2 separate regions of the Mus musculus genome follow, and region 1 is linked to region 2. A link is a contact called in public Hi-C data. All regions are on one chromosome and are shown on one strand. Each heading gives the region's core, a stretch centred on a gene start, on an enhancer-like site or on the middle of the called end of the contact. The rest is flanking DNA. Distances are from core to core; before and after follow the strand shown.

Region 1 (2,700 bases), core at 192-2,691, 200 kb before region 2:
CCCAGGAGTGCCTTTGCAAAATGCCCACATTCAAGTGAACAGCTCAAGATGAAAAGTAAATTGTCATTTAATAACAAAAGCAGGTCTGTTTGCTGATGATGTCAGAGCTGTCCTGCAGGAAGCCTTGCCCAGGTAGCCCAGGGGAGGTACCCATCTTCCTTACAGGGAGAAAGAAGCCATGTATGACAGCGGTTAATGCCTGTGAAAGCGTTAAAGCTGTCTTATGCTATGGCCTCACCCCAGACAAGTAAGCAGAGAGTCAGGGAGGGCCAGCTAGTTGCTCTCTCCCAAAGCTCTCCTGCTGATTCTTATTTTCCCCACCTTGGGGAGGGAGGGAGGCAGACAAGTAGCAGGAACTTTGATCTTTGATCTTGTCAGCAATCAACTTGCAGTTTTTAGTGACTATCTCCATATCTTTTTCAATCTCTTTAAAGACAGCTTTATAGGCAGAAATTTTTAGTTTCCCCTTCCCCTCCCATAACCAGCCTTTTACTTAGTTTTTACAACTCCTTTCCTTCTCATCATTAATCAATCAATTGTAATTCTCTGGTTTCTGGCACTCTGCTGGGAAGCCAAATAAGGACTGTGGCTGAGGTGACGTCCATATTTACTTGGGTATATAAATGTTACAACTGACTCAAGGCTAAATCCTGTTTGTGTCTGGCTAGTGATAGAATTAGCACCTGAATAAATTATTCCTGCCTGGATTCTGAGAGGGAGGCAGAGAACACGGAAAGGAAGAAAGAACAGAGGAGCATGCGTACCTAATGCTTCAACTGCCCTGACATTACAGCCACAGGAAAGACGGGAACTTAACCAGAAAATCTCTGACTTTTGAGGACTTGCAAAAATTCTTAAAAGAAGAATTGCTTTGATTTTGAAGAATAATTTTTATATGATCACATTGAAAGGCATGAGGCTATAAAGTTGGCAAGTTTCTATTAAGACGAGTGTTTGTTACAGCTCCCCAAAATTTAGACTCATTAGCACAAAGTCTGACTCCTTTTCATGTAGAGCGTCTCTGGCTCTGTTTGGCTGTAGAAAGAAATAGCTAGTGATATTAAGCACTCATTAGATTCTGTTCATGGTGACTCATTTCCCTTCAAACCCTACAAGGTACTCACACTTCTACATTTTCTCCTCCAAGAAGAAGGGCGAAAGCCTAGTTCATTTAGGAAGATCACTCCCCTTACCACCTCCATTGGCGTTTCAGTATAGCTGTGCAGAAATAGTGTTTATAAAACAAGCACAAAGCATAACTGCAGTGAGATGATTACAGTCAGGCAGCCTCAGCATCTCCACTAAGACCACCCAAGATGTTTTATGCACAAAATGACCATCATATCTGGGGCATCAATTTTCCAAGAAAAACCAGATGTTTCCTGCCTCTGATCAGCTGCTTCCTAGAACACCAGCACCAACTCCTCCCTGCAGGGCGCTAGCAGCCATTCCTGTTCCTCCTGTTTCAAAACCTTCGAATTCTGGGTCCTAACTCCTAGCCCTGGGAATTAAGACACTTATTAAAAGGTATATTTCTAAATGCTTTTTCTATAGACTCTAAGTAAATCAGCCTAGAGTAGATCCCAAATGTACATTTTCCTAAGCAAAGGTTGAGCAAAGGTTTCCACATATATCTGATGCTAATAATACGCAAACACAATTAAAATTGAGCACAGCCTTTGAGACAAAGCTTCCTCTATTCCATTTACACAGTAGTTTCCCTCATGAAGGTGGAAGGTAATGATTTCCAACATTTCTTACCTTTTGCTAAAAGATAAAAGTCTGTGCTGGGCGGGTTAATTTCACTAACACTAACACAGCTTGGTCAATGCAATATCTTCGGGTCTGAAAAACCTTTCTTCCTCGAATCACCACTACTTTTCATGAACCATGGTCACCTCCAAATTTCTACAGAAAAAGAACAAAGCCAAAAGGAAATTTAGTATGCTGGCATATTGGGTGGGCCACCCAAACAACAGTGTTAGAAGTATCTTAGAGCTCTTCTAGAGTCTTCATTTTAGATGAGGAAACGAACTGGAAAGGCAGGATGCCTTACAGAGGAGCCTTCAGATAGCTCCTTTCCAGACTCTCTCCTTGGTGAGCTGCCTGCCGCTTTGACACCATGAAGCTCTGTCTATAATGGGTTGTGTTAAAGCAGCTGTAGTCCGTATGGTCTGAAGAGGTAACTGTATCACAACTGTGAAACGAGGCTCCAGAAAAGTCACTCCTAAGCACAAACGGGGCAGTTGTCCCAAAAGAGTAGAGGATAAGATGAGCTGTCTGAGATAAGGGGACACTCTTGATGTATAACAGAACTCTAGGTCCCACCTGTGACATTGTAAGGATGGCCATTTCCAGAGGAGATGTTCAAATAGCTATAAAGTTAAAGGGATCCAGGTTAGGAAAAAAATAATTAGTCCTGGAGGAAAACAGGGGTCTATTCTTGTATGCTGACCTGACAACTTGGCCAAAGTTATATAAAGTGAACTGGAAAACCAGTCTATAGAGAACAGTTGTGGCCTAACTTTCTGATGTGTGGTTTGATTCTTGGAAACACTCCCAACTCCTGATTTATAGTCATAGAGAATAATAAGATAGCACTAAATGTTGGAGAGTTTACAACTGACATACAGTTAATTAAAACTCAAGGCGGAAGTTAAAGCATGAAAGGACAGCTGGAGACAAGCACACATGAAAGCA
Region 2 (2,700 bases), core at 20-2,519:
GCACAGGTTTGTAATCCCAGTACTGAGAAAGGAGAGACAGACACATGGATCTTGGGAGCTTGTTGGCCAGCTAACCTAGACTATTTGTCACAAAAGCAAAGTGGAAAGTGTGTTAAGGAATGACATAAGAAGTTGACTTCTGCCCTCCTCATGCATGCATTTACATGCAAGCACACTTGCTTGAATGCAAACAAACAACACACAAAAGAATATGGCATCCATTTTTTAATTCATTTATTTATTTTTATTTATATGAGTACATTGTCTTTAGACACACCAGAAGAGAAGATTGGGTGTCATTACAGATGGTTGTAAGCCACCACATGGCTGCTGGGAATTGAACTCAGGACCTCTGGAAGAGCAGTCAGTGCTCTTAACCGCTGAGATATCTCTCCAGCCCATGGTATCCATTTTTAATGCTGACATTTGTATCTTTTAATTTTTGTCATCATCCACAGAGTCCAGAGCAGTGCTAGACACATGGGTGTCCAATCAGCACGTGTGAGATGAAAGTGTGTTATGGCTAAGTAAAGGCTGCTTTTCCTCTCTTGGAAAGCAGCATGGATACACTTCTCCCTAATCCTCTGAATAAATATAACTATTAATAAACTCTCTGATCATTTTCTAGTTAAAATTTAAAAATCCATAGAAAGAAGGAGATATTCTGAAAGATGGAGATAAGACAGCTGACCTGGGAGCTTAGAACACAAAGAATAAAGCATAGGAAATCCTTTTGTTTCCTTTTAACCTCCTGTATCCCAGACTTAGAGCTAAAGAAGTTGACCACTTAGATAGAAATGCTAAGATGTTCGCAAAAGCAGCTTCAACGAAAGCTTGTTCCTCTTCCCAGATGGCCAGGGAAGAATACGAACAATATGCAAAACCTGTTGGTGTTACCCACCCCACTCCAGCTAAAAAGGGCGGAGAAAGCTTTACAGTCTTCCCATCACCCAAGTCAGCAAAGGCTAAACGTGAAGTTTAGACCAACATTCCCAATGAAACAGAAACAGCCAGCAGACCGACCCAAGGCTGGTCTAAAGGGGTCAGCAGAGCCGTACAGAGGAGTAACAAACCACTGTTCTTCCAATGGTGTGAGAGGAACATCAGCTGTGGCGTGCATGCAGACTTTCATTCCCGAACATCAGTAGTAAAGCAACCTGTTCCCTCCCCACTAGAGGAAGTAATCAGAGATCTAATAAAGACTCAATGATTGCATCACCTCCTAGCAATAACACGGACAGCCCCACCTCAGTGTCAGCAGAGCACCCCTATTCCAGGTCCTATAAATAAAACCAAGCCTTAGCAAGTAACCAGGGACCTCCATCTCTCTTGAGACAAGGGAGGGGAAACAGGATAGATTTTTGTGCCCTCCAAGTATTACTGAGACTGTGCCCTATACTGTCTGTGCCACAGACCTGCCAAAAGGAATGTCCTATGACAGAAGATTCAAACAATCATGAAATAACAACCACAATCAATCCAAGTCTTGATAAAAATTAACCTCACATAAGAACATAAACATTAATGGGAAAAGATAAATAGATGGCTGGGTTGTGAGAACTGAATAACAAAGATTTTATTTTTAAAAAAATCATAAAAATGTCCCAATAAGTTACAATCCTACAAAAACAAAGAAGTAACAGGCAGAAAACAAGAAATAAAACTTAAAAATAGAAAAAAAAAACCCTAATTCTCCATGTTAGAGGCAGTAGCTCATCTCCAAATGAAGCTAAAGAAGAAAGAGAAAAGATTTAGTGAACAGGAAACCAGAACAATAAAGATGTCCCAGAACTTTGGCCTCTGTCTGTTACTCTGACAAAACATTGGAGGAAGACTAACTCTATAAAGAAAAGAGGTTTATTTGGCTCAGAAGTTCAAAGGCCTGCTGGGTATAACTTTGGCTCTGGTGAGGGGCTTACATATATGAAAAAAAGAAAATGTATCTCAAAGCATGGAACCTCATCCCATAGATTCTATAGATAGATAGTTCTGTCAGTGGTGACAGAACTGCTCAGAAAACCAGCCAGCACACAGAACTCATCAGCTCTACAAACAGCTTCTAATCCACAGGTACAGACCACGCATCTGAACACCAGCAGAATATATGTTCTTTCCAGGCAACCACATGGCATATATCAAGGGCGGCCATTAAACAATCACGAATCACAATGAAATCAAATTAGCAAGCAATAACAAGGTTATAGAAAATAACAAAATTCTAACGACTAACTTCTAAGTGTGCTTATAAATTACCCAAGGGATAAATACGAAGTAACAGAGAAAACATGTCCAAATTTTGGGGAGAAAACTAAATCCCCATGAAGAACATAGCACTAAACGCATGAATTAGCATAAAGAAAAATGTCTCCTGTCAGTAATGCAAGCACATATCTCAAAATAGAATTAAAATAAAAAAAAGAAGAAAACCAGCAAAACCAATCTGATTTGAGAACAGGGAAGAAAATAGAAAAGATAAGATTATAAATAAGTGACATTGAAAAAGAAAAATAGCAGTAAAAAATTAATTGAAATGTTGTTCTTTTTAAAGACCAGTATAATCATCAAACTTTGAGGAAGTCTAATAAAGAAAAAGAGGGGATGCAAGTCTCCAACGTCAGGAATGATACAGACAACACCACAGAGTCTGCAGACACGAGACAGACCTGAGAGGATACTATGACTATTTCTGTGTGCATATTC

The links. Hi-C and Micro-C count contacts between places; a contact is called where the count stands out from the background.
Region 1: a Hi-C map of uterus shows a contact between it and region 2, with 6 times the contacts expected there. The contact joins two enhancer-like sites. A contact is called at or near these places in 14 of 484 Hi-C or Micro-C datasets (the HL-1 cell line, adipose-derived mesenchymal stem cells, cerebellum and 6 more).

The regions. Positions count from the first base shown.
Region 1 is chr17:81,391,867-81,394,566 of GRCm38.p6, reverse strand. All of the region lies in intron 10 of Slc8a1 (solute carrier family 8 (sodium/calcium exchanger), member 1), which reads left to right. Among named protein-coding and RNA genes, the nearest start is that of Gm33944, 110 kb to the right of the region's middle. Within about 2 kb of position 1,441, at least 9 of the 459 cell types and tissues checked have an H3K27ac peak or open chromatin away from gene starts, as enhancers often do. A contact at or near this core is called in uterus, where this site is marked.
Region 2 is chr17:81,196,105-81,198,804 of GRCm38.p6, reverse strand. No RefSeq gene overlaps it. Among named protein-coding and RNA genes, the nearest start is that of Gm33944, 88 kb to the left of the region's middle. Within about 2 kb of position 1,269, at least 1 of the 459 cell types and tissues checked has an H3K27ac peak or open chromatin away from gene starts, as enhancers often do. A contact at or near this core is called in uterus, where this site is marked.